7 separate regions of the Mus musculus genome follow, and all the other regions are linked to region 5. Evidence: chromatin contacts called from public HiChIP or PLAC-seq data. All regions are on one chromosome and are shown on one strand. The core of a region is the stretch at or near the end of the contact, and the rest is flanking DNA. Distances in the headings are between cores, read along the strand shown. Region 1 holds the start of Hcrtr1 (hypocretin (orexin) receptor 1). Region 2 has its middle 23 kb from the start of Ldc1. Region 3 holds the start of Zbtb8a (zinc finger and BTB domain containing 8a). Region 4 overlaps Col16a1 (collagen, type XVI, alpha 1). Region 5 holds the start of Khdrbs1 (KH domain containing, RNA binding, signal transduction associated 1). Region 6 holds the start of Tinagl1 (tubulointerstitial nephritis antigen-like 1). Region 7 holds the start of C77080 (expressed sequence C77080).

Evidence for each region. HiChIP or PLAC-seq counts read pairs in DNA pulled down with a chosen protein or histone mark.
Region 1: a contact with region 5 is called in an H3K27ac HiChIP or PLAC-seq map of SST interneurons, with 7 times the contacts expected there. The contact joins the promoter of Hcrtr1 here to the promoter of Khdrbs1 in region 5. A contact is called at or near these places in 7 of 115 datasets of contacts at active chromatin or transcription factors (SST interneurons, astrocytes, embryonic forebrain and 4 more) and 1 of 9 other capture datasets (adipose tissue).
Region 2: a contact with region 5 is called in an H3K4me3 HiChIP or PLAC-seq map of forebrain, with 2.8 times the contacts expected there. The contact joins the enhancer-like site here to the promoter of Khdrbs1 in region 5. A contact is called at or near these places in 1 of 39 promoter capture datasets (hippocampal neurons) and 6 of 115 datasets of contacts at active chromatin or transcription factors (astrocytes, embryonic basal ganglia, embryonic forebrain and 3 more).
Region 3: a contact with region 5 is called in an HNF4G HiChIP or PLAC-seq map of pancreatic cancer cells. The contact joins the promoter of Zbtb8a here to the promoter of Khdrbs1 in region 5. A contact is called at or near these places in 1 of 39 promoter capture datasets (liver) and 3 of 115 datasets of contacts at active chromatin or transcription factors (effector CD8 T cells, memory CD8 T cells and pancreatic cancer cells).
Region 4: an H3K4me3 HiChIP or PLAC-seq map of forebrain shows a contact between it and region 5, with 4 times the contacts expected there. The contact joins the enhancer-like site here to the promoter of Khdrbs1 in region 5. A contact is called at or near these places in 3 of 39 promoter capture datasets (embryonic stem cells, hippocampal neurons and liver), 1 of 15 datasets of contacts at CTCF or cohesin (embryonic stem cells), 1 of 484 Hi-C or Micro-C datasets (the G1E-ER4 cell line), 11 of 115 datasets of contacts at active chromatin or transcription factors (acute myeloid leukemia, craniofacial prominence, embryonic forebrain and 7 more) and 1 of 9 other capture datasets (liver).
Region 6: a contact with region 5 is called in a FOXA1 HiChIP or PLAC-seq map of pancreatic cancer cells. The contact joins the promoter of Tinagl1 here to the promoter of Khdrbs1 in region 5. A contact is called at or near these places in 2 of 39 promoter capture datasets (hippocampal neurons and stem cell-derived epiblast-like cells), 13 of 115 datasets of contacts at active chromatin or transcription factors (the NIH/3T3 cell line, T-cell acute lymphoblastic leukemia, astrocytes and 10 more) and 1 of 9 other capture datasets (adipose tissue).
Region 7: an H3K27ac HiChIP or PLAC-seq map of T-cell acute lymphoblastic leukemia shows a contact between it and region 5, with 4 times the contacts expected there. The contact joins the promoter of C77080 here to the promoter of Khdrbs1 in region 5. A contact is called at or near these places in 2 of 115 datasets of contacts at active chromatin or transcription factors (T-cell acute lymphoblastic leukemia and pancreatic cancer cells).

What each region holds. Positions count from the first base shown.
Region 1 is chr4:130,137,580-130,141,329 of GRCm38.p6, forward strand. It overlaps Hcrtr1 (hypocretin (orexin) receptor 1), which reads right to left and starts at 1,583. Exons shown (of 9, transcript NM_198959.2): 1 at 1,429-1,583; 2 at 500-617; 3 at 1-88. The coding sequence starts at 49.
Region 2 is chr4:130,197,357-130,201,240 of GRCm38.p6, forward strand. No RefSeq gene overlaps it. Among named protein-coding and RNA genes, the nearest start is that of Ldc1, 23 kb to the right of the region's middle. Within about 2 kb of position 1,750, at least 54 of the 459 cell types and tissues checked have an H3K27ac peak or open chromatin away from gene starts, as enhancers often do. A contact at or near this core is called in forebrain and hippocampal neurons, where this site is marked.
Region 3 is chr4:129,376,371-129,380,216 of GRCm38.p6, forward strand. It overlaps Zbtb8a (zinc finger and BTB domain containing 8a), which reads right to left and starts at 1,658. Exons shown (of 5, transcript NM_028603.4): 1 at 1,370-1,658.
Region 4 is chr4:130,085,392-130,089,185 of GRCm38.p6, forward strand. Col16a1 (collagen, type XVI, alpha 1) reads left to right here. Exons shown (of 70, transcript NM_028266.5): 52 at 428-472; 53 at 613-666; 54 at 828-863; 55 at 1,099-1,161; 56 at 3,231-3,302; 57 at 3,481-3,534. Among named protein-coding and RNA genes, the nearest start is that of Gm46871, 8.1 kb to the left of the region's middle. Within about 2 kb of position 2,135, at least 22 of the 459 cell types and tissues checked have an H3K27ac peak or open chromatin away from gene starts, as enhancers often do.
Region 5 is chr4:129,740,173-129,743,732 of GRCm38.p6, forward strand. It overlaps Khdrbs1 (KH domain containing, RNA binding, signal transduction associated 1), which reads right to left and starts at 2,131. Exons shown (of 9, transcript NM_011317.4): 1 at 1,607-2,131. The coding sequence starts at 1,988.
Region 6 is chr4:130,173,203-130,176,743 of GRCm38.p6, forward strand. Tinagl1 (tubulointerstitial nephritis antigen-like 1) reads right to left here and starts at 1,600. Exons shown (of 12, transcript NM_001168333.1): 1 at 1,521-1,600; 2 at 691-1,005. The coding sequence starts at 997. Gm52490 (a long non-coding RNA gene) reads left to right here and starts at 120. Exons shown (of 3, transcript XR_003955116.1): 1 at 120-169; 2 at 510-569.
Region 7 is chr4:129,246,131-129,250,063 of GRCm38.p6, forward strand. It overlaps C77080 (expressed sequence C77080), which reads right to left and starts at 2,313. Exons shown (of 7, transcript NM_001033189.3): 1 at 1,991-2,313. The coding sequence starts at 2,216. The region is part of intron 1 of Gm12976 (a long non-coding RNA gene); the gene reads left to right.

The sequences.
Region 1 (3,750 bases), core at 333-2,832, 400 kb after region 5:
TACTAGTGGGGACTCCAGGCTGGGCCCCAGGAGTGGCCGAGGGTTCCATGAGTTTAGGAGCCACTTCAGCTGAGGAGAGTCCTGGGCTCTGTGGAGAAAGAGAAACTCCCACAAGCCCTCAGCCCACTCCTTTCAAAGGCCCTGGTCTTGCCCTCAGGTCTTTGGGGTCTCAGACCAAACTTCCTGAGGGAGAGGAGGTAGGGAAGAAAGGAAGGAGGGAAGAAAGGAGGGGAGGAAGGAAGGAAGGGAGGAAGGGAGGGAGGGAGAGAGGGAGGGAGGAAGGAAGGAAGGAAGGAAAGAAGGAAGGAAGGAAGGAAGGAAGGAAGGAAGGAAGGAAGGAAGGAAGGAAGGAAAGAAGAGGACATTAGGGACTTTGTCTACCTCCGTCTCTTTATTCTTAGTCATGGGGTGGGAATGGTGGAGCTAGGCACCTTTTACCTCCCTCCTTGAGACTCAGTTTCCCCACCCAGTGGTCCAACAGAGTATTAAAGTTACCTACCTTCCAGAGCCACGATGAAGAGTATTGAGCTCTAAGGTTTGGGAACTACTTCACCCAGAGCCTGGTACACCCAGAAGCTGGCCCTCCAGTCAGTATTCGGTATCATTATTAGCAAGCCCTGTTGTGTGGATGGAGAGACGGGAAGCTGAGAGGTTGAGTCCCTTGTTCAAGGTCACAAAGCCAATCCAGGACAGTCTGAGTCCTCCGGCCACCACAGATTTAGGAAGGAAACCCATCCCCAACGACAAATATTCTTTCTTGAGTCAGTCCTCAAGCCTTTTCCCTTGGCTGGGAAAAGGGTGCAGGGAGATATTAAAGACCTAGGTCCCGCCCACTAGACTTGCCAGATCCTCCTCAGTGAGCGTACACGCGCGGGAACGCACAGACCCGCGAAGAGGAGTGCGGGTAAGCACCTTCCTAGGAGAGACGAAAGGAGGATCCTCACGCCAAGAAACAGGCTTCTCAAGACCCCCCTTGCTAGGTCTCCTGGAGTCCCCGGGGCCGAGATGCTCCCCGACGGCCGCCAGGGGTCGCTGAGCCGGTGCGCAGGCCGCTCTCCATTCATAAATCCGGCCTGGCTCAGGCCGCTCCCTCCTCCCTTGCTCAGACCCCTTCTTCCCTTGGCTGGGTAGGGACGACCCCAGATTGGTGTTAAGAGGATGGACAGTCCTTTCGAGAGCCCTAGGGGAAGGGGCAGAGACATTGGCCTACCGATTTCCCAGCGGGACCTCCCTGCTCCTTAGGGGGTCTGGGAGGATTCCCAGAAGGGGCAGCAAGTGCGCTAAAGGGTACCTCCCGGAGGTGAGCGGAGTGGGGGGTGGCGCAGTCTTCCGGCACCCAGGTCCCCAGAGACTCCAGCCCCCTCCATCACCTGCCGATGCTCTTCTGGAATCCCCAAGTCAGTCCTGGGGGTCGCCCACGCCCCGCACCTGTTGGCTCCCGGCCCCGGGCATCCTCCGTTGCTGGAACCTGGACCTTGCTCGCGGGACTTCGCCTTGGTGCGGAACTGGAGACGCGGCGGGGTAGCCCCCTCCTGAGGCGGCGCTGTCCGCTCAGTGGCTGCGTGGTCCCGGCTCTGGTGCCCGCGGTAGCTCGGGAGGGCTAGGGAGGGCTGCGCGCCGCGGGGAGGGGAGCGGAGCGGGATGCTGGGAGGAGAGGGGAGGGAGCCCCGGCCTGTCTGCACTCGAGGTCACCCAGCTGGAGCCCCGCCTTGTACTTCACGCTTCCATCCACCTCCATTCACGCGTCCACTGGCTCATTCACATCCTTCGCACACTTACGCTCCCGCCACCCGGCATTCAGCACGCACCTGGGGTGGGGAGCGTCGAGGGGCCACAGAGCAGGGGTGGACCCCACCACTACTTGCTGCCTCACCTGACCGATTAGGGTGGTGGCACAGGTGAGTGGCATAAGGGTAAGAGGATGCCGGTGCCGCCTTCAAGCAATCTCAGGACGCGCTGGAGCAGCTGGTGTCCAGAGATGTCAGAAAGCCCTGATCTTTCCCGTTCTCCCTGCCCCAAATCCTTCTTGTTCACATTTACTTTCCCCCTCCTAAAGCACAGACATGAGGTGGAGGCAGAAGAAGGGAAGCTGGAGGCGTTCATTAACTCAATATTTACCAATCTCTGTGGCAAGCAATGAACCTGTAATACGGCCGCCATTTCCACAGGATACTCAATGCATGATCTCATTTAATCCCCGCGTCAGCCTGGGGGAGATAGTTATTACTGTCCCCATTTTACAGATAAGTCCTTGGATACACACAGCTCGGGGCTTTGCCCAAGGTCAGAGGCAGTGCTGAGGTTCGAACCTGTGTTTCACTCTCAGATCTCCCAGAGCCCCTCTAACCCCCAGTTCTGCATAGGATGTAGGCTTCCGGGGAGTAAGGCATTTCCCTATGGTGTCCACAAAGATGGGTGAGACCTAGGGAGCTGAGAGTCACAACAGAGCAGAAGAGCTCACCCAGGACTTCCTAGAACAGCAACACCTGCTCTGAAGCCGGAAGCAGGACCAAGTGGCCCTTGGGTTAACACGGAGGTGTGTGTGTGTGTGTGTGTGTGTGTGTGTGTGTGTGTGTGTGTCTTTAAGGCAGACAACAGCAGGTGCACATGATTGGATCAGGTCTCCTGGGAATCCTAGCAGGTGGGTGGGGACTTTGTCCACCTATCACCTCAAGACAGTGTCGTCCAAGCAAGGGTCCTTTCTCACACATCCCTTCCTTCCTGGGAGTTGTAACCACCATCTTCCCTTTGCAGCCAGACCCTCTTCTAAGGCACTGGAGATGCAAACAGGGGGTCTGTGAGCAGATGACTAGGACATCACCCTTCTGGGTCTGGTGACCTCTATCTACTCTGGAAGAATGGGAGTGGCTGGACCCAAGGCAGAAACTCTGTCCTTGGGTAGTTGTGGCATCTGTATGCAAGAATATAGGCCACAGATCTCTAGGACTCTAAAACTGTCATGTCTGCTCTGAGTGCTGCCTGAGGCAGGGGATGGATGAAGGACTCCAGAGAAGAGGGACTGTGGTGTGTGTGTGTGTGTGTGAGAGAGAGAGAGAGAGAGAGAGAGAGACAGAGACAGAGACAGAGACAGAGACAGAGACAGACAGAGACAGAGACAGCGACAGAGAGAGGCAGAGAGACAGCAGAGACACACAGAGAGAGACACAGTGGGGTGATAAGGGAGAGGGTTTATATATTCACAGAGGGTGGTTAGGATGTCTCTAAAGAAACTAGCCATGGGTATTTGTGTGTCTCCGTACGAGAGTAGGCTTTTGGATGATGATTGGCTTCCCCCTGGGTAAGAGATGTCTTATGTGTCTTGATTTGTCCCTTTGTTTTGGTGTCTGTGTCTAAGGACTGTATGCACACGTGTGTATGTGCGTGCGCTCAGTGTATTTCAGTGTGTCTCCCTGTGAGTTTGGGAATGTGCGTGTGGGCATGCCTTTGTGTCTACAGCTCTGCAAGTGTGTGAATGTGGAACTCGGTAGTCTGCTCCCATGGTGATGAGTCATCCTTCTGCATTCTGTCCGCACCCCCCCTCCCCAAACACACACACCAATCTGGAGCTGCGACCATTTGCCATGTAGGGGTCCCAGAGGAGGCTACAGCACGTGGGGGATGGGAGGCAGATCATGCAAGGACATTCAAGTAACAGCTGCTGCAGGCGATGTACAGTCAGGGATTGTGGAAGATACAGATCGCTGCGTGGGCAGTGGGCAGCCCAGGCTCTGCACCAACTCTACAGTTCAG
Region 2 (3,884 bases), core at 500-2,999, 460 kb after region 5:
GTTTGGTTTGGTTTGGTTTTTCAAGACAGAGTTTCTCCATGTAGCCCTGGCTGTCCTGGAACTCACTCTGTAGACCAGGCTGTCCTCAAACTCTGAAATCTGCCTGCCTCTGCCTCTGGAGTGCTGGAATTAAAGGTATATGGTACCACCGCCTGGCTTCTATGGTGGCTTTTAATCAGTGTGGTTTCTTGCATTTGTGCTGTATTTAAGCATAAAACCGATCTGGGGACTAGGAAGATGGCTCAGTGGATAAAGGCACTCGCTGCCAAACCTGACCTCAATTTGATTCCCTGAAGCCACAGGATGGAAGGAGAGAGCCAACTCTCCCAGGCTGTCCTCTGATCGCCACATGCATGCCATGGTATGTGCCCACCCCTTACTCCCCCACCCCCTAGTCCCTCACCTCTGACAAAGTAAACAAATAAATATAAATTAATGTTTAAAATTTTTAAATTTCACTGTAGAGTTTAAGTATTTTACTTTTTAAAGCTTGATTTTTTATTTATGTGTATGAGTGTGTGTGTGTGTGTGTGTGTGTGTGTGTGTGTACTACCTGCATAGGGATGCCAGCAGAGGTCAGAATAGGATGTTCCTGGAGTAGAAGTTATAGGGAGACTTGTAAGTCACCTGATGTGGGCTCTGGGATCTGAATTCAGGTCCCTGCAAGAGCAACATAGGGTCTTAACTGCTGAGTCACCTGTCCAGTCCTTGGATTTTGTTTTAAGGAGAACCTTCCAGACTACTTATTAAACACGCAGACTCCTGGTCTCACCTCCCAGAGATGATCCAGTGGGTCTGAATGAAGATCAGCTTTAAGCAACTAAGATGTTTGACGACAACAATAGCGTCTAACTTTGGGGGAAGTTATATAAGAATTTCAGGTATTTCCCTCTTTTTACAAAGCTCCCATTGCTGTGTGGATGCCGTGTATATGCCGGTAACCCCAACAGTCAGGAGACTGAGGCAGGAGGCTAATGAGTTCCACGTCTCCTCTTTGACCTCCTAGGTCAGCCCAGACCTGTCAGCCTCTCTGGTCAGTGCTTCTGGGCCAGCCTCCTCCCCAGCCTATGAGCTGTCTTCTGTATCCTCTGATTCCATCTGTGCGTCACCTTCTCGGGCACTCCCTGAATTCCCTTCGTCATCCAGCACGTTCTATCATTCTCTAGTTTATCTCCTTATCTACTTCCTGTCTCCCTCCACTCCCACAAGGATGCCCTTGCAAAAGAGCTGTGATCTCTCTTGTTCCCTTCCTGACTAACCCTGGGGCCCACGGCAATGTGGCAAAGAGTAAGTGCTCAGTAAGCATTATGAATGAATGAAGTAGGCAAGGACAAATGACTACTGAGAATCGTCTCTCTAGACTATTAGCGCCTCAGAAGGTGTGGGGTGGGGTTGCAAAAGAAAAAGAGGAAAGGGGGGTGGTGCTGCAATGGATCAACGTGTCTTGCCACCAATTCTGGTTTCAGGATTTCGATCCCCACAACTCCACAAAGGTTGGAAGAGAAGGGAACCAACTCTTGGAAGTTATCCTTTGGTTGCCACGTGGTCATCGTGGCAAGAGTGTGTCCCCTGGAAACACACTCACACACATACAAAATAAACGAAGGTTTAAAGGGGCGGGGACGGGTGAGAGGCGGGGATGGTGGTGGTGGAGACTCATTTGGCCTTTGATAACTGGAGTTCAGAAACCCAATGGGAGCTCAACCCAGGCGCAATGCCGATCACGGCCAGTAGGTGGTAGAAAGGCACCGTGGCTGAAGCATAGACTAAGCAGGGCACCTAGCACCTGGGTTGATCCTGAGCCATGTTTGCTGTGCTCAGACCTCGCTGAAGAGTGGGACCCACCGAGGACGGTAGACTTTAATCCCTGGCTTTCGTACTGGCGAGGGGACCCAGGGAAAGCTGCTTCTACATGTGGGTAGGAAAAAGTCCCGAGGACTTCCGGGGTCGTGGGTGGAGTCGGGATCTGCAGAGATCCCGGGCCACCTCAAGTGTCAGGCATCTCCCAGTCTTTGTACCTCCATCAACCTCCACCCACTCTGTACCTGTGCCCACGGCAGGACACGGATGAGGACAAACCGACAGCTCTCTGACTCCAGCTGTCCTTGCACAACCCGCAGCGGTGCGCAGGCGAATCCTCTCCCAGCCTTGTTCTGGCTGTGTGCCTGCTCCCTTCTGGGAACAAGAAGCTCCTCCTGCCCTCTTCTCTTCGTGATGGCCTTGGTACTTGAATCACTGGGAAGCGAATCTGAGGAAAATTCAGCCTGCTGGCTCCAGTGCTCTACACAGGCTTCGATGCATCACTCGCCCTCCACCCTGCCCTGCTTGGCTTGAGGGCTAACCCGCTTCCCGCCTGGCTTCTAAGCCTTCTTTCTCTTCCTTGACGGATTTTGCTCTTGGAATTCAGAGCATGATTTCTCACCCTAAAATGAACCCTCCCTCTTCCTTTGGTCCCCGTCTTCCTGCAGCCTTCCCTTCCGTTTCTGCTACAGTACATCTCCCTGAGGAGCTGTCCGTGCTGGGCTCCCTCACACTCCTTGGACCCCAGAAGCCCATCAGTGGCCTCCGCCTCATCTTGTTTTTTCCCTCACCTCATCTCGTTTCTTTCATCAGCAGCCTTGGATACAGCCGAGCATCCTTTTCTTCTTTTTCTACTGCTGATGTCCTTGACCCAGAACTGTGGAGGCCACCCAATATTGTCCCCTCTCGTTCTCTCATCTTGACCTCTCCTTAGAAACTGGTTCTTGTAGGGTGTAGGGCCCTCCAAACTTGTTGAAGCAGAGCCTTGATTTCCACCCACCCAACCCCCATTCCCCACCCTAGCCATGAAAGGGCAGCCCTGGCCCTAAACCTTGAAGTCCGATTTTGTTGTTGTTGTTGTTGTTTTGTTTTGTTTTTCGAGATAGGGTTTCTCTTGTATAGCCCTGGCTGTCCTGGAACTCACTTTGTAGACCAGGCTGGCCTCGAACTCAGAAATCCGCCTGCCTCTGCCTTTGCTGGGATTAAAGGCTTGCACCACCATGCCCGGCTTGAAGTCCGATTTTACTTCCTCTTATACCCATCTGTCGGGCTGCCTGGCGGTGTTACTGCTGCTCAGAGGAGGCCGATTGCAGTCCGTGACGGGGTCTCCAGGCATCTTTCTCTATCGTTCTCCAAGGAAGCAGAAGGGATGAATTTCGAGGATCTCTGGTCTAGCCTGAACGAAAGGTTCCAAGGGGCTCTGGTCTGGCATGAAAGCCTGTGCAAGTAGCCTGGGTCTCTCCCGCTACTGCTACCATCCAGCAGCGCCAGTGCCAGAGGCAGCAGTGGTGGAAGGTGGCGAGTAGCATGCAGTCCGGAACCACAGCAGGAGCTGTGAGGCAAGCCAGAGGCAGGAAGTACGATGGACAGCGAGAAAGGCGAGAAGTAGCACCCGGCCCAGGGAGCGCCAGCAGTGGCGGTCAGGAGCACTGAGCCCAGCTTGCAGGCAGATCCAAGGTCCAGCAATGAAGGCTTCAGAATGCTTCCGGAGAGAAAACTGATCCAGTGTGTCACAGCTCAGTAAAACAGATACTCTCCGATGACTCTTGGTGAAATAACTCGTGCACTTTATTCCATGTAGATGGGGACATGATAAACATTTTGGGAGGAGGGTGTGAACCGGGAGTAAATGCTTCCCAATAGCTCAGTCTGAGATACTAGGGATGCTCTATTTGCATGGGGAAGGACTTCAGGTGTTGTCCCTGTGGGACTGGTTGTCATGGCCCTCTCCATGGGGGGTCATGGTTACCTGTTCTGAACAAGTAGAACTTGGCAGGGAGCTGGCTCCATGCCTGCCTGTCTCAATTCTGAGATTCCCCAGGATTTGAGCCTGCTTGATCTGACTAGTTCTTCTGTCTGATGGC
Region 3 (3,846 bases), core at 408-2,907, 360 kb before region 5:
AGGAGCCATTTAAGGTTTGGAGAGGGCTGGGTTTAGTGGTAGAGTGCCTATGTGACATGCATGGGTTCAATTCAAGTACAGGATAATATCAGGTGTGGTGATCTATGCCTGTAATCCCAGCATTTGGTAGGGGCTGCAAGAGAATCAGAGGTCCAAGATTTAGGGCTAGCCTGGGGTACATGAAACAGTGCCTTCAAAAAAAAGATATATAAAATAGCTTTTTAAAAGAGGAGTTTTAAAACTTATATTAACGTCTTTGAATATTAAAAAGTATATAATTGTGCCAAAAATTTGCCTAGTGCATCCCAGCCCTCCCGAGGTGGAGGTAAGATCAAATTTTCAAGTCTAGCCTGAGTCCGCTTTAAAACAAAGAATAAATAGGTAAATAAAAGTGCGATTTAAGTGATAAAATCAGCGAAGGTTTTGGTACTTTGGAGACTGTTCCGGGACGCTGCAAGAACAGGGCGCCTTGGGGGGCTGCCACGTCTCAGCTCCCTGCCTAGGGATGAGACTCCCTAACCATTAGCGTTTTATTTTTCCCCCTTTCCCCTTTGCTAGGTAGAATAAACAGCCGGAACCCGTAGCCGTCTCATAAGAAATTAAGTGCAATATTTCGTCAAAGTGAAACCACTCCATTTACTAAAGTTCTGCAAATAGAAAGACTTCTAGGTGTTGGCGGCGTGTGTGGTTGGGTGCCCGCTAGGTGTGAATCCTATTCCAAACACGTCTCGCAAAGACGTGGATTACGAATAACCGCACGGTCAAGGGCGAGTAAGCGCGCCAGAGCGCGAAGGGACTAAAGCCGACAGTGTCTCCAGGTGGGAGATGCCAGGGACATTCTGCCGCGGGGCCAGCTGGGGCTCCATATTTCTGCCCTCGGTTCTAAGCCCAGAACTGTCGCGTCGTGATGGAAAACCAGAGAGTGGAGGGCGGAGTGAGACCGCCGGGCTGCAGCGCCCCGCGCCCCGCGCCCGACGTCTGCAGACACGCCCGGCCCCGTGGCGCCGCCTCGCCGCCGCGGCCGTCAGGAGGCTCGGGCGCCTTCCCGCCTTTCCCCGGGCCGGGCCAAGGCTGGCGGCGGGGCGGGCGCGGGCGGCGACGGTGCAGCCATTGTCCCGCAGCCGCGCCCGGGGCCGCCGCCGCCGCCCGCGTCTCCTTTGTGGCCGTCGCCGACCCTCGGAGCCGCCGCTCTGCGCCCCCGGCTGCAAATGGCGCCGGGTGCCCCCTGCGTCGCCCGGCGCACCGGCTGGGGTTGCAGTCCCGGGGCGCACCCCGGCGGCTCCGCCGCCCTCCGCCAGGCTCTGGGCCCGGCCCGCAGCCCCGACGCCCGGGCCGCCCTCCTCCCGCCCGCGCCCGTGCAGCCACTTACCGCGGGGCTCTAGCCGCTCGCTCGCTCGCTCGCTCGCGCGCGCGCGCGCTGCGGAGCGATTCCCGGTTCCGGGTAGGGGAAGCAGCCCCTTTCCGAAGCCGAGGCTTTGCGCCCTAAAACAAGTAGCCCCAACGTGGGAGAAACAAAAGGTATTTGCTGACGTGGGCGTTGGACAGAAACGCCCGAGGGCTGAGGACACAATTAAAGGGGCAACGCACAGATTTCAGGCACCAACCAGCAGCTTCGCCCACTCCCCCTGTCCGTGCCCACGCCCGACTGCACCCTCCGCAGGCACTAGGGCGCCCAGGTTCCCCAGCAGTTGATTGGGGATCATTCTTTTAGTCGGGAGCTTAAATTTTAAAATTGTACTTTACGTTGGGAAAGGCGCCTCCGGAGGGCAGAAGGGCTGGATTTCTAATATGTGGAGATATTGGTTCAAGGAGAGAGGGAGGGACTTAGGCGTGCCCACAAATACTGTATACATGTGACATTATTGTACTTAAGTTTAGCGACGTAAAATGGGAGAGAGTTCCACAAAATCGCCCTTTGACGAAGCACTTAATTTCAGTTATAGCCTTTTAGAAACCTCTGTAGGTCCCCATCAAGCCCTTTGAAGAGGCAAGCCCGGAGGGGCTGAGATTAAGAGGCCGTGATTCTTTATATAAAACTAGTACAAAACAGTGTTTCGTGTTTTCAAATATAAAAATTGGTCGTAAAATCAAGTTTCTCTTCTGACGTGACCCTAATATTTATGGCACACAAATATCAGGTGATACATTTCCTAAAATAGTAAACCGCTGAATTTTCATACTGCTTAAATTCCACAAACTAAATTAGTTTTCTACTTCTTCACGCTGATTGTCAAGTAATGCGGAATGGGGGAGAAGATTCAAAGTCTCAAAGCATGCGTTTAATATTTTGAGGCGTTCCTCTCCCAAGCCTCAGTCAAGCCCATCAGGGTCCTATTTCTCCGATCTCCTCACTAAGTAACTATGTATTCGAACATCATTCTCTCTGAGAATACAATACAGTCATTTCTGAATGAAAAAAAAAAAAAAAGGAGAAATAAAAAGGAAAGGGACATGCCTGGTCCTAGGTATAGTGGAGGAGAAAGTTTATTATAGATATGTGGGAGAGCACAGCCAGAGGCAGGAACATCTGGGAGAGTACAGAGTGAACTGAGCTGTGCCCTGTGATGTGGGGTGGGGGAGGGAGGAGAGAGAGCAGCAGAACCAAGTACAGCAGGAGACCCAAATTACAAAGAGGGTAGGGAGCCAAAATGGTTGGATTATATAGGGAAGAATAGCTCAGCCCCCTGGACTGGAGGATTCAAGCTAGGGGGCCGGATATGCCAGCCTAGAGGACCCTGTAACAGGTATTGGACTGAGGGATGCTGGGAGAACCTGGTGGCCAGGTCAGCTTTGACATGTTAACTAGGCACCCCAGCTATTTGTCCCAGGTTTGACACCTAACAGTTTCTTAATGTCACACCTGTTTACCCCAGGGGTGCTCTGTGATTAAGATTCGTTTCCTGGACTTTTGAGGTAATGGGAGATAATGGAAGGAAAGGTAGACCAGTGCTTATTTGAAAATCACTAGGACAGGGCTGGTGAGATGGCTCAGCGGTTAAGAGCACTGACTGCTCTTCCAAAGGTCCCGAGTTCGAATCCCAGCAACCACATGGTGGCTCACAACCATCCATAATGAGATCTGACGCCCTCTTCTAGTGTGTCTGAAGACAACTACAGTGTACTTACATATAATAAATAAATCTTTTTTTAAAAAAAGAAAGAAAATCATTAGGACACCAGGTGTTGTGGCACATGCATGTAATGCCAGAACTCAGGAGGCTCTGAGTTCGAGACCACCCTGGTCTACATAGTTCCAGGACAGGCAGAGCTACATAGGAGACCCTGTCTGGGGGACACACACACACACAGAGAGCAGGCAGGTCTCTCTGTGCTGTTCTCTTTCAGCCAGGATTAAGCTCAAAACAACTAAGCCAACCAGGAGGATCCCTTTCCCGGTGGAGGCCCGGTGTGCAGGAGCCTTTTGCCTACACAGTTGTCTAAAGGGAAGTTGGAAACAATTCTTTAGCAGCTATTCTTGTCTGCTCCCAACCTAGGCCCCGGACAGGTGTGCAGGATGCCTTTGGGAAGCCCCTGGGCACAGTGGCCAGGGTTTACTTTGGCCAGGTCACCCTGTCCCTCTACGCCAAGCTTTCAGATAAGGGCCATGTGACTGAGGCTCTACAGGGAGCCAAGTTCAAGTTCCTGGCCACCAGAAGATCCATATCTCAAGGAAGTGGAGCTTCCCCAAATGTAATGCTGATGAATTTGAAGACGTGGTAGCTGAGAAGTGCCTTATCCCTGTTGGCTGTAGGGTCAAATGTATCCTCACTTGTGGTCCCCTGGACAAGTGGCAGGCCCTGTACTCCTGAGGGCTTCCACTGTGCTCTCCTATACCCCACCGAATCA
Region 4 (3,794 bases), core at 885-3,384, 350 kb after region 5:
CAGGCTCGAGGGTGCGACCCAACAGAGCGTGTTCAGGGTACAGCAGTCTGCACAGAGCGAAAGCATAGCGGAGGGAGCAGGGAGAGGGGTGTGAAGCAGGGAAGGGTGGCTGGTGATAGATTACAGGATGCCTGTAAACCCAGCCTCAGTGGGAAGCGTATGCCTCATTCATTAGACAGAGGGGAGCCCCGGAAGGCTTTTGAGCCAGCGAGTGACACAGTCAGAGCTGGACCTACACAAGAGAGATTAGCTCATAATTTTTGGCCAGATTGCTGTAGGCCAGGAGGTAGCAGGATTAGTTAGCGGGCTGGTTCCAGGGAACTGAAGGGCCAGGTGGAGAGGACACCCCTACCTCGTGCTCTGCCCACCCCCAGGGCCTCACTCCTCATGTTTCTGAGTGACTGATTCTGTTACTTTGCGTCCCCAGGGCCCACCAGGATCTGAAGGCCTTCCAGGTCCCCAAGGTCCAGCGGTGAGTGCCGGGCACGGGGTGGGGTGGGGTGGGGTGGGGTGGAGAGTGGGGGTGGGGGTGGGGGAGTGCCCTGGCCTCTCCCTGCGGCCCAAGAGACAGGAAGACTGGGTTCTCATCTGCATTCTCCTCTGTGGCAACAGGGTCCCCGAGGAGAGCGAGGCCCCCAGGGGAGCTCTGGAGAGAAGGGTGACCAGGTGAGCATTGTCTGGGAGGTTGAGGGGACTTCACCTGCTGCCCATCTAGGACAGACTGGAGGACAAGGACAAAGCTTGCAGACTTGAGGCTACCCCAGCCTGTTCCTCTTTCCACCAAGTGTCCAAGAAGGGGGGGCTGACCTCCTCATTTCTTCCCTTAGGGATTTCAAGGCCAGCCAGGCTTCCCAGGCCCACCGGTGAGTAAAGACACAGAAGTTCCCTGTAAGGCGGTCCCACTGGGAGGAGCAGGGCCTGCCGGATGAAGATGGACCTGGGCCAGGGAGGTAGGGGGTGGGAGAAACAGTCCAAGTGGCTGTGATAGATTTCAGGAGCCAGGTAACCACGGAGGGTCAGGCAGATAGATGGCGCCCACCAAGAAGGTAGGGGGAAGAAGCCCCGCCTCCAGCCCTGCCCACTTCTTCATTGACACAGGGTCCTCCAGGATTCCCAGGCAAAGCTGGAGCTCCTGGCCCACCTGGCCCCCAAGCAGAGAAGGTGAGCCGAACCCCACTTCTGCCAAAGCCAAGCAGCTGTTGCCACTGTTGAGAAAATTCACAGACAAGTCCATCTTTGTCAGGCTGTGCTCACCAACGGATGGCTCTGTGGATGGTCCCACGCCCTCTCCTAATCCTCCCTTCCCTACCCCCCTGCTCAGCCTTTGAGTAGCCTGGGCTCCCATTTGCCAGGAGACTGGCATAAACAAGGTGGGGGTAGAGGCACAGGACTGGTAGAGGCGGGTAACTAGACTGTGACAGGCCAGCTTCAGCCAGCTTCATTTCTCAAGGGGAAGCAGAGGGGGCAAGGAGCCAGGGAACGAATGAAACTGGGACCCCTTGAATGGAGGCATACCTGGAGGAGGGGTTGCCTCTCTCTGTAGGTTGTCCTCAAGGGCCCCGAAGACACAGGGTCACCTGTGATTTTGTGATAATCTTGGGACAGCAGCCTTGGAACTCTGCAGGACTGACTCTAGAACTACAGTGATAAGCTAGGCACATAGCCCTGCTGCAGTTTGGAGGTGACGTCCCTGGCTCAGCAGAAGCTGGGGCTCCCTTATGTACTGGGTAGGAGCTGGGGGAGACCCCAGGCTTAATTTCTAAGCATTGGATGGAGGAGGCATCCACAGGGCGCTGTGGTTTCTGGGAGCCTCTCTTCTCTGAAGCCACACATTAGCCTCTCACTGTACAATGAGGAAAAGAAAACAGTTGGAAGACCCAAAAGTTAGGGAGCCATCCAGGGCACACACTGTCTTAGCATCAGAGATGAGTGTCCCTCTGCCGCCTCCCCAGGCTTGTGCCCATCAGACGTAGGTGGACCTATGGTGGCTGTCAGCTCCCTCTCATGCCTGCCTTCCCAGTGAAGGATGGAGGTGGTAGCCAAGTCCTGCTTAGGCTGGTCATTGCAGAGAATCCCACACTGCTGGATAGAGGTGCTTCATCTCAACTCTCAGCGAGGCTGACATTGGCTAGAACTGTGCTGACCCCTCCTGGTCAATGGCGGTATTGCAACACCCCCGACTTTCTGCCCTGTAGCTGTGTCTGTCCATTGCCGCAGAGCTTCTCCGCTGCCCAGGGGAAACAGCAACCTTTCCTTAAGCATCTTACCTCTCAGTCCACACTCCTATTCTCCTCCCCAATTCCCTGCTTTGGGCTTTCCATGGCTATATGGCTGTTTGCAGGTGGTTTTACAGTCCCTGAGCCTTTTATTAGACAAAAGTTTGCGTGCAACCTCATAGAGTACAGACACAAGTGAGGAAGCTCTGGATAAGACCTGGAAGAAGGTTCTGGAATCTTATCCTCTGGCCCAGAAACCTAGTTTATGCTCCCAGGGTCAAGGATCAAGGGTCCCCCACCAACTCCCAGGGTGCTGAGAAGCGATGTCAAAGCCACTGGTCTGTTTCTTGACTATGTGCCACATGTTACGTGGGGCCCCTCCAGGTCCAGTGCCCACCTCCCCAGCCTCATCTCCCAGTCCATCTACCCTAAGGGCCCTGACACCCAGGTCACAGGCATGGGACCACTTCCAAATCTCTCTCTCCTAGGTCCCCTCTAGCTTCCCTCCTGCCTCATCCCAGGGACTCATCTTCAGAGTCCACCATCTGGTGACACTCCTGTGACATTTTCCCTAAGGCCTGGCCACCATGGGCCTCCACCCCAATCCCTGAGATCTGCAGCTCCATCCTTGAAAAGCTGATGTGGTGTTTCACTGCAGGCATGTGGCCCTCAGGGACCATGAGACCCTGGAGTACAGGAATCTCCTCACCTTTCCCACTTTGAGGCATGAAAGCCCACACACAATATAAATTAAACACACACACACATACACACACACACACATGTACCGGCCTCTGGGACAACCCTGAGAAGGGGCTGGTTTAAGCAAGTTCTCACTCCCCATAGAGCCGTGAGGGAAAGGGGCCTTGGTGGGTGAGGACACAGGTTCTTAGGGAGACTGTGTGGAATACATTAGTTAGTCAACGTAGAACCAGGACAGGAAGCCAGATGTCCTGACTCCCAGGGACCCCCTAGCATCCCTGGCCCTGACTTCATTGGGTGTTCCTGTTTCAGGGCAGTGAAGGGATTCGAGGTCCCTCAGGCTTGCCTGGGTCCCCTGGGCCACCCGGCCCTCCCGGGATTCAGGTGAGTGTGTGGCCTCTGGGCCCGATGGCATGTGGGATGGAGTACCTGTGTGAGTGTGTGTGCATGTTGTGGTAACAGTGTGAGTTGGGTAAGAGGTGGAGCCAACCATGGGGCTGGGTCAGACTTCCCTCCTCCTAAGCTCGAGAGCAGCATCTAGCCACGCCTTTCTCGTGCGCAGGGCCCTGCTGGGCTGGACGGACTGGACGGGAAGGACGGCAAGCCTGGCCTGAGGGTAAGATGGGGCTGGATGGGAGGCAGGAGCCCTCCCTGCTGATGAGGTGAGCTGGAGTCGCCCTTTAATCAGGGTATCCAAGTCTCCTCCCGGCTGGCCTCAGACTCCCCTGAGTCTCTCATGCCTCCTAATAGACTTAGCCAGGTTAAGTGAATTGGATGGTGACAGAGATACCACTTAGATCCCGAAACCTGGACAGCTGGAGGAAGTAGGCTGTATTCTGGAAAGAATAAGGTTGTAATCATGACAGGCCTAAGCAG
Region 5 (3,560 bases), core at 881-3,380:
CAGACAGTGCTCTTAAAGGCTGATTTGTCTCTCCATTAGATAGTGCTCTTTCACAATGAACTGTCCACGATATCGTTCTGGCCAGAGTGCAATGCTCTGTGTACTGGACGCTATCAGAGGAGATCTGGGGGCTCTGGAGCATTGCTCTCCAAAGGAGAGGGGGGAGAATTCTGAAGCTCTCAGGCAGTCTTTGATGAAATAACCTTTATTCCTTGTGGCTAGGGTCTAATATACATTTTGGGGTGGGGTGGGATCTAAAAGCAGATGCTTTCTATTGGCTTGGTCGGAGAAGTTAGGGATGCTACATCTGCATGTGGAGGGAGGGCCTTCAGGTGTTGGGGGGGGGGTTTAACACCCCGTGTGACTGACTCATGGGGTGTCTTGGTCAAGTGTTCCAGGTTCAGAGTAGGGTTTCTGAATCCGCTCAACCTTCCCAGTTTTTGTCTGGTGACAAGGTTCCATCAGCCCCTCAACAGTCCAACTATTCAACCAGTAGGACAGACTGTGGGTATTAGATGCTTAATAAAAATTAGATATCAGCCGGGCAGTGGTGGCGCACGCCTTTAATCCCAGCACTCGGGAGGCAGAGGCAGGCGAATTTCTGAGTTCGAGGCCAGCCTGGTCTACAAAGTGAGTTCCAAGACAGCCAGGGCTATACAGAAACCCTGTATCGAAAAACCAAAATCAAAAAAAAAAAAAAATTCGATATCATAAAAAATACTAAAACCATGTCTAACAACAGGCGGCGGTTTGAATAAGGAAAAATATCTAAGTCGCTCAAGTCCGGAGAAGAGAGCTCCATAGTCTACAATCAGAGAACAAAGACTACCATTCTTAAACTATCTCTACTCCAGCAAAAACTAAAACAAAAAGACCAATTTCTCGTTCATCTCACGCAAAAGAACCTGCCTGCCGCCCCTTACCTCCCTCTATCATTTCTTTCTACGGTCTCCTGGGCTATCACAACCCCCCCCCCACACACACACACACTTTTGCATAACTTCAGAAACACATTTCAAAATAAAACAGAGAAACCATCCGGGTCTGCAGCAATTCTTACTCGACAGGCCGAAATGGAAAGCTTGGCTTGAGAAAACCTCAAGCTCACGGATTCTCTCGTCGCCCCGACCTCTAATGAACTTAAACCCGAGTTCCCGCTAAATCCCGCCCCGCTCCGTAGATGCGCTGTGCGGGACCGGCATTCCGGCTATCTCTACCTTACACCCCAGGTCTCCATCACCCGCGATTCCCCCCCCCAAATGTTTCCTCTTTGGGAAAGCGGGGAGAAATAGGTTCATTTCTGTTAAGAGCCGGCCCTTGGCGCGCGGGGCAACTACTACGGGAGGAGAAGGGGGCGGGAGCACGGTACTATCCATCAAGCTCTCCGCGCTCTGAGATCGCGAGTCCTCTTCGGGCCTCGTCCGTGGCTCAGAAATCTTCCCTTACACCCTGAGCCCGGGTGGGACTGTGGGTGCAGAATCTCGAAGGCCAGGTCGAGATGACAACTCTCGATGCCCGGGCTCCGAGGGGGTGGGAGCAAGAACAAAGCGGCGGCCACCCACAGTCAGGACCGGGAGACCCAGAGGACCCGCCAAGAACCGCTTACCTACGGACAGCAGCTGCATGGCGTGAGTGAAGGACGGGTCGAGCGAGTCCTTCTCGGCCATGAGTTCAGGCAGGTACTTATTCTCCGGCTCCATCTTGACCGCGGCTGTGGCTGACGGGGGCAGCAGCGGGGTCGGCGCGGAACCCACCACCGTCGCGTCGGGACCAGGGGTGGAGGGAGGCAGCAGCGGCGGCGGCTGGGTGGCGGGCGAGGCCCGAGCGCCTCCTCTGGGCCCACCTCCCCCTCCCCGGGGCCGGTGAGGAAGCGGCGACGGCCGAGACGGGGTCAGACGCACCGAGGGGTGGGCACCTGACGGGTCCTTGGAGCAGCTGCGGCCCGAGGACCGGGTGAGGCGCGAGGCAGGATCGTCCCGGCGCTGCATCGGGGATGATGGGTGGCGAGCGAACGAGCGAGGAAGCGACGCGGCGGCAGCTGAGGCCCGAGCGGCGGTTGGCGGGGGTGGAAGAACAGGAGCGACAGCGACCGAAGCCGACCCGAGCGACCCAGCGAGAGAGCACCGGAAATGAGGCGGCGCGCGTGCGCAGGCGCCTACCGGCACCGCCCTTGAGTTTCTCCGCGGAGAACAAAGTCCCCAGTTGGACCACGGCGCCTGCGCCGACTGAAGACGTCGCCTCCCCGCTTGGGCTCCGAGCTTAGGGCGCCTGCGCGGGCGCCCGCCGCCTTCCTTCATTTCTTTTTCTTTTCCACGTGACCCGGCGCTAGCGGTACACGTGTCTCCCCTCCCCCTCCCCCGGGCGGAGTGCGCGGAGGGGGCGGGCGCCGTGGAATGTCTTTGTCTGCGCTCGGGCCCGCGGAGTGTGCGGCAGGAGACCTGTTATTCGTGCGCCACGCCTCCTTCAACGGCCGAGCCTGGGGAGGTCCCCGAGGGAGCGGTGCCCCGGAGTGGAATCGGGGGCCGCCCCTCCAACCGGGAAATGAAAAGAACGCTTCTGGAGAGAGGGGGACGCGAGGGTTAGAGCCAAGTGAAGCCGGAAGAGAGGGAAAGACTGCGCGAGCGAACGGGATGGGAAGATGGGGATGCGGGCGGGCGTGGTGGGAGGGAGGAGGCTGACCCAGAGATAAGTGATGAGTGTGCGAAAGGGAAGCCAGGAATGGGGAATGCTGTGTGTTGCAGAACTGAAACTCAGAAGGAGTCGAAGGGGTCAGTCAGAGACGCAAAGACCGGAAGAAAAGGGCTCCCTCCATACCCAAGTAGGGCATCCAGGAAGTCAGTCGGCAAGATTTCCATTAGAGCAGGTTCAAAACTAGTGAGAGAATTATTAAAAGATGCATTTGGGGTCGGGTCAACTGGTAATGCTGCTTATCACCTGTTTTTGGAGTCCCCGGCTTGTTGGCTTGTTCCCCACCCACTCATCCCCGGTAAATTCCAAATTTTCTCTCTCTCTCTCCTTCCAACCCCGCCTACTCAGAAAGCCTCAGAACACAAAAAGGCGCCAAAAAATCCAGTCCTGAATTCCTGACTGTACTAATCCTCATCTTTAGTCACCAGCCACCCAAGCCCCACCCTAGATGACCATACCTGGGCACAAGCCCAGCTTGTGGTAGACTTGTCATTTTCTTCGCCTACAATCTATCAAAAAAGTACCAGCCATACTCTGCCCCCGACCTCTGAGGCTGGTGGACTCACCCGGGAACCCATTTCCAAATAGATATGCCTTTTTAAAAAAAATTATTCTTGAATTAGCTTATTTCGTTGGGGGTGGAGGGGACTATTATCAACCTGAGTTCTAGCCCCAGGCCCAAAATAGGAGAGAACCAGCTCTCCCAAGTTTTCTGACCTCTACTTGCACATAGAGGCCTTCATGTCCAGCCATACTAAGGGGATGAGGTGGTTATGCATCCTAGCGCTGAGGAGGAAAAGCCACAGAATTACCTCATGTTTGAGACAAGTCTGGCCTACATACACAGCACAGCTACAGGCCACCTAGGACAG
Region 6 (3,541 bases), core at 350-2,849, 430 kb after region 5:
CGGGTTCCCACACAGGGTGCCACACACAAGCTGTTCAAGGACTCCGTTTGGGTCCATGTCGTTTCACCTGGATGCCAGCCATGACATTCCTGGTACCCTTTGTCACTCAAATGAGTTGGGACTTGCCCATGGGCATGGAAGGAGCTTTAGGAAAGAAACTGAAGCCCAGGTAAGGCAAGCAACTCCTTTTAAAAGGCCCAGCATTTTGATATAAAGCAACTAAGGCATGGGTTTTCCTTAGCCCAAAGCCCAGCAGGGTTTGGGATGCGACAGGAAGGACTTCCGTAGTTCTCCTACTGGGACAGGGAAAGGACACGTGCAGGCCATTCTCAGAGGTGCTGAATCCTAAGTGAGGTCTCTGGCTATGACAACCTGGCTGGGCCCTTCGTGCTCTATCAGCCTCAGGATGAGTCAGCAGGTGGGGCTGCCACCTTCCCCATACTGACTGAGAGATAGTGCTGGAGCCTGTCTGCCCTGCCCTAGGGCCTAACAGGACTATTTTTTTTCAGTGTTGCTTGAAAGAGTCAAGTAAGACCACACGAGGGACTTCCAGAGGGGCAGGAAACAGGGTGAGGATTTCTTTTCTACATTTTTCAAAGCCTGGAAATACCCATTATCAGCCTTGTTCCTGAGCCTCGTTGGGACTGGGAGTGACAAGGTGGCCGCTCTGCTGGCCATCTCGGTGCCCACCTTGGACGGGAGGGAAGGGGGGTGGAATCCCGAGGCAGAAGTCCCAGAAGTCGGGGCAGCAGTCAGAGACGGTGCGGTTGCAGAAGAGGTCACAGTAACAGGTGGCTCCCAGGTAGGGCAGGGCACACTCGTCAGCACGGCCTCGACAGCACATGTCCTGCTCTTGGCAGTATCTGCCACCGGCGTCCCGGATGCCCCGCAGGTGCAGCCCTGGCGCCAGCTCCCTGCGCCAACGACTCCGCCGGGCCTCCAGGGCAGCCTGGCCAGCCAGCAGCAGCAAGAGCAGCCCCAGCCAACATCCCCACATGGTGCCTCCTAGACCCGAGGAGAACAGAGGTCAGGGGTCAGAGGTGTTGGCTTCTGGAGACTCCCTAACAAACGTCAAGGGTGGGTCTCCCTTCACACGTCCTGGAGCTTTCCTAGGAGGCTCAGCAAAGCGGGGAACCCTGACTCCCGAGTCTCCGGGAGGGAAAAGACAGCACTAGATGTCAGTCCACTCATGGGACAAGAAGTAGACCCCCCTCCCTGACCTGTTTAGGGACTGTCATGGACAAGGAAATGGGACCTTGACATTTCCAACACGCATTCTCCTCTCCTGCCCTTGGTCCCTCTACCTCTCTGACGCATCTGAGTTGGATTGTTGACTCTGTGTTTCCTCCTTATGCATGCCCCCGCCCTTCTGTCCTTGTGTCCCTCTGACCCTCTGCTCTGCGTCCCTCTGACCCTCTCCTCTGTGCCTCTCTGCCCTGGGTCCTTCTCCCTCAGTGTGCCCCCTCCTCGCTGCTCCTTCTCTCAACACCCTCTACCCTCTGATCAGGGAGAGTCCCTACCTGGTGAGGGGTGTGGGCTGGACCCAGGCTGCCCTGCGCGCCTCCGCCTCCAAGCTCGAGACTGCCAGACCGAGTCAAGTGAGGAGCGCAGGGCGGGACGCTTTTTGTACCGCCCTGCCGGCAGCACCCGCCCCAACCCCGGACTGTGGGAGGGGAGGGCGGGGCCCACTTGTAGGTACCTGGAGTAGCCCTTAGCTCCGAGGGAACGGCTTAAGGACAATGTGTACGCGACTGTCCTCCTTGAGGGATCTCTTGTCAATGGAACCCTCTTCTTAGGGAGCAGAACTGCAACTCACGGAGAAAGAATTGTGGACTGATAGTAGGAAGGACTTTCCCAGCGATTTTACGAAGCTGAAAACGTGAACAGAAGCGGGCGAGGAGGCAGCTACGATCAGAGTTCAGGACTTGATAGGGACCAAGAGCTAGGGGCAAAAATCTCTAACCCCCCCCCCCAACCCGGCCCTCCAGGAAGAAAAATAGCCAGGCACATCCTTGACCCAGTGACCCTGGGCTGGGGGCCACTCCAAGCCACAGCAGCTCCCAGGAATGACAGGAATTCCCAAGGGATGATTCAGGAAGCTGCCTAGGCTCACGGAGCTCCGGGCAGCTCCTCCCCAGGAGGTGGGTGCGGTGCGGAGTCTGAGCTTACCCAGCCGCCCCTTGTGGGGTCTGCCCTCCCCCAGTGATGGGCACCTTGCCCAACACTGCCCCCTCCACCAGGCCCAAGGGCATCCTTCTTGGCCCAAGGTCCCGTGGCGGGCCCCACATCAAGGGCCCTGGCAGCTGGGGCCCCCTGCAGAGCCCCTTTCCGTTTCTGGTCTAACCTTTGCCTTGCCCTCACACAATGGGGCTTCTGTCCCTTGAGGCCTTCCGGCTGTCACTTTGTGCCTCCCCATTGTGCAAGCTCCTTCTTCCAACAGATTGGGCCCAGGGCCAGAGGACTCTCTAGGTGGAGGAAGGACACCACACCTAGACAGTTATCCTAGCCTTCTCTGGGGCAAGCAGGAGCGCGGGGATTCTCTTAGTTCTCCGAGACACCTCCCCTTAGCTGTCACTCTCTGCAGAGAGCAGTCAGTACAAGGGATTCTTGTGACCGAGCTACCCCCTGCTGTGAGGCAAGGGTGGTGAGGCACCAGGGGGTGCGGAAGCACCCAACATACAGACCTATCCATTCGTACTCTGAAAGGATCTGAGAGCACGAAGCCTAAAAGATAAACTGAGGCTCAAGAGAACAGACAAGGTCTGGATGCAGCTTCCTTGATAGAGTGCTTGCTTAGCGTGTACAGAGCCCTGAGTTCGTGTTTAGCATCGTATAAAAACTGTGGGGCTGGTGAGAATGGCTCAGTGGGCAATGGGGCTTGCCACTATACTGACGACCTGAGTTCAGCCTCTGGAATCTAGACGATGGAGAGAGAGAATAGAGTCCACAAAGCCATCCTCATAAGTCTAATGCACACAGACTGTATGTGTGCACGCATGCACATACACACCACACACACACACACACACACACACACACACACACACACACACACTTGTGCTGTAGCACATGTCAGTATTCCCAGCACTCAGGAACTGGAGGCAGAAGGATCAGAAGTTCAGGTGTGTAGCCTGTTCAAAGCCACCTTATGCTATGTGAAACCAGGAAGTGGGCGTGGCGGGGGGTGGGGGGCAGGGCACAAGTGAGTGCAGACTTATCCAAGGTTCCACAGCCAGAACACAGGCTACCCAGTGTATTCTCTCTCCTGAGGCACCCTTAGTCATATGACAGGTCTCAAGATCCTGCTGGCTGGGAAGCCCCCCCTTTCCTATTCAATCTCGATTCATCAAATCGAAAGGCAGATAGATCCCTCAGAACTGCCAACATCATCTCCCCTGGGAGGAGACTGGCTTCAACAGAACAGGCCTGGTACCTGCTTTCATGGGTCAGTCTCAAAATTCTGAGGGCTAGAGGCCATAACATTGGGTCTACCTTTGCCAAAGAGCACCCCTTCCCTGTGAGCTGCTGTGTGTGATTTCTC
Region 7 (3,933 bases), core at 1,063-3,562, 490 kb before region 5:
CTCTGGCTCTGAGGGTGTAATGGACCCGATGAGCTTCCCACAGAGGCCTTTCGGTCCTTCCAGAAAGGCTCCTGGTCTATCCCTCCTTCCCCCATCCCCCCCCCCGCCCCAGATCCATTCTGATGGTCATCTGCCCTGAAAGAGTTAAGCCTCCAGCCTCCCCTTCCTGGCCGGTGGAGATTAGAGAGATCGGATTTATTTCTCTTAATAAACAGAAAAGAAGTTGGGCCAGGCAGGTGACAGGGACACAATCTGAACAATTGGAGGCTGAAGCAAAAGGGAACAAGGCTGCCCTCAGAAGGACCTGGGGCCACCTGCACACTTGGAAAGACAACAGCTCAGGGCAGAGGGTGTCACCCATGCACGTGGACTCTGTGAGGCCGACCTGCTGCCCAGAAAGCCCAGTGCCACTCAATACCCAACACAAGAGAGAAGGAGGCGAGGCCACTGACCTGCCAACCCCAGGAGGTTCAGTGCTAACCTACCACTCAGTACCTGCAGCCTGCTCGCCTGAAAAAGAGAATCCACTCCCATAAGGTATCCCACTGGGCCACTATCCTGCCTGACCATCCGACCACCACCACAACCTGTATTGCTGTCTTTCTGACACAAGCTCTCTTAAGGCGGAAGGGAATGACTTCACCCTGAATGCCAGTGGGAAACCCTGGGACACACTCCCCTCCAGTTAGGGGCTGCAGAACCCTGGAAAACACGCCTCCAGCAAATCTTCCCTCGGGGCTTGGCCCACTCATCTCAGTCCCAGCGCCCAAATTTCTATTTGTGGCTGGGCCGCAAGGGAGCAGGGCCCTTATCCAAAAGGAAGATCTGCCGGATGCAATCGTACAAGAGGCTTTCCACCCTCTTCCTGACCCCTAAAGTTCCTTCTAATTCGCCAGAGGCAGTTAAAGGACACTGAAGGTAAACACAGCTAGGTGGGATGGGCCCTGACCCAGGCCATTCCCTCACCTTCAGCACTTTAGCTTGGCAGTATAGGAAGATAAACTTCCAGCAGCCGCTGGCCTCTACCCCCCCCCCCCGCCCCAGCAGAGACTAAAGGTCTCCCCACCAAACTGATGACAGAAACAGGAGATGGGGGAGAAGCCAAACAAGTGGCCAAAAGTACAGTGACCTTAACAGGGATATAAGGCTCCCAGTTTCTTCCTTCCCCATCTCCCCCATCTCTCAGGCTTCCCACCCCTTAGAGTCCAGGGAGAGCCATGGGCTCAAAACTTCCAAACACTAGGAAGCAGCTGCTGACTTCTCCTGGCACAGCAGCACAGGCAAAGGCTCTCCACCTCACTTGAGCCTCAGTTTCTCCATTTTCAACACAAGCAGGTTACTACGGGGGACAAGGGACTAGGGAGAGTGGTGAGTGATGAGGAGAGGACTCTGGTTCAGGAAGGTGATCTCACCACCTCAGGAGGTGGATGTTTGTGGTTTGGCCCAGGTAAGGGAGGGGAGGGGGGGTGCGGGGTGTGGAGATGGGAAAAGCTAACACTGGTAACAACCTCAAGCAAAGGACTCCAAGCTGAGTACTTTGGGGAGCTGGAACCAGGATCTACCTGGAGGGCAAAAAGAACTCCTTTTGAGTAGGCTGACCTTAAAGACCCAAAGAGACCGACACCCCAAGACCCAAGGCCACCTGCCTCTCCCATTGGCCCTGGGCCAGTGTCAAATCTCTGACCCCTTGACTCAGCAGAGGGCACAACTTAGGAGAAGGAAAGTGTCTTTCCACCAGGAGGGCCAGCCAGCCAGCACTTCCTGCGTAAACTAGGGGATCCCTGCCCAGATGGGGGTCTCTGCCTCTCACAGTTGGATAGGTTGTGCCCCTGGAGCGGCGCAGGACCTATCTTGGGGTGCCCTGGGCTCTTCACTTCCCCCAAAACCATTGCCTAGGAGACAAGCCGTCCACATTACAGCCGACCCCACCAGAGGGACCCACCCTGCCACACCCATGGGCGCGCTCGACCCAGGTGCCAGGCCAGCTCACCTCGGCTTTTGCCCTTGGCCCGCTTGGCCTTGTCGTCCGCTTTCTTAGCCCGCGAGGCTGTGGACTCGGCGCCCTCGGCCCCGGCCGCCTTCTTCTTGCGCCGTTTGCCCCTCAGCCAGCTGAAGGCACGGCGGAGGCCGGAGCGGGACTTCTTCCTGCGCGGGGGGCCGCCGGGGCTCCCAGGCTCGTCGGCCGCAGGTGCGGCGGGGGGCGCGCGGGCCGCCATGGCGCGGGGCTGGGGAGGCGCGGTGCCCGCGGCGGGGGTCAGGCCCCCTGCAGCGCGGCGCCCATGCGCGGGGGCGGCCGCCGCCGGAGACGCGCCCGGAGAAAAAAGTTTGGGCGGCGGAGGCTGAGCGATCGCTGCGGGGGCGGGGGCAGCGCGGGCGGGGCCGCCGGGCGGGCGGGGCTCGAGCGGCGGGAGCGGCCGTCGGGGGCGGGGGGGGGGGGGACGGTAGCAGCGCAGCGGCAAGGCGCCCCTCCCCGCCGGCCTTGCCCCGAGGGCGAGGTCCGGCTGCAGAGTAGAGGTTCCTCGCCCCGCCCCTCCTTGATCCTCGAGGGTCTGTCTCTCGAAAAACCCCGAGGGTGTTCGGGATTCGTAGGGCAGCGAGGTACTGGCCTTTGGATCACCCGGTGTCTCCTATGGTTGGGGAAAGACTTTTTTTCCCAGACACCTGGGACCTGTGGCAGGTATTCCCCTGGCTCAGGACCACCGGAGGGGGGTGGGGGGGAAGCCTCCAGCAATTGCTCTGTTCTTGGTTGTTTCTGATTCATTCCTGAGTACCTAGAGTGGGATGTTCAGGCCTCAGTTTACCCTTAACGAGGCTGTGATTCCCCCAGGGCACTTATAGTAAGACTCGGGCTTTCCTACTGAGATGCTCAACTACGATAAATAAGGGTGGATCTTGAGGTAGGCGACTAAGTGTGTGCCTGGAGAAGCTGGTTAAGGGAAAGCCTTTAGAAGTCTGGAAAATGCTGTGTTCATTTCCTTGCCGGCCTCTCGTGCTGTATTATAGCTGACCAAGCCCTTTTATATCTCTGATTTTATAAGCTGCGAGGAAAGCAAGGTAGGGAATGTTTCCCCCTTAGGACAGAAGGGAGAGTGAGGCCAGGAGGGAATCAAAGCCAGCATTCTGATGCTCATCTCTGCCTCGAGGCTAGCAAACCTCCGCGGCCCCCAGAAGAGTCTTGTTCATACGTCCCGCAGTTAGAGTTGAGAGTTGTCTAGCATCATCAACTTGACTTTTGTCACACAGCTTTCTCCCGGGGCCCTAGTCTGCATTAGGACAGGAACAGGACCTGATCACCCAGCCTAATCTGCCCTGGCACGCAGTAGACCTCACTCTAAGGTTGTAAGCGGACCTCAGTGCAGAGTGATCTGACCTGCTCCAGTCCCTGAACGGCCCCAAGGCTCCCAGCAGTGGTGAACCTGGGCCCTAAGGCAGATCACCTACTACCCATGCTGAGCCTCAGGCAAAGGGATAAATAAAATAAGTCTGCATGCATTCAGAAGTGGGAAGACAAATACTCTGGCTTTTTGTTTGTTTGTTTACATGTATAAACAAGTCTTTTCTGAATGCCAGCTGCTCCCAGCAGGAGGAGAGGAAGTTGGATTGGAGATCTAAAGGCGGCTGTCCTTGCCCTGGCCTTTGGAAAGTGTGGTCAGGAGAGTGTTCTTTATTCCTAACCACCAGTACCCACTCTTTCAGTACTCTCTTTCCTGTGGCAGAGTTTGGCTGTATAATCTTTAAGGCCATCATACTATCCTCGTGTCATCGTATGGTGGACCTATGTAAGCTGCTACCACTACCAACATGCCTGGCTGCAAAAAGTGTTGCTCTCGGGCTTGAGAGATTGCTCCCCGTGGTTAGGAGCACAGGCTGCTGTCCTAGAGGACCCAAGTTCAATTCCTAGCACCCTCGTGGCAACTCACAAATCTGTAACTG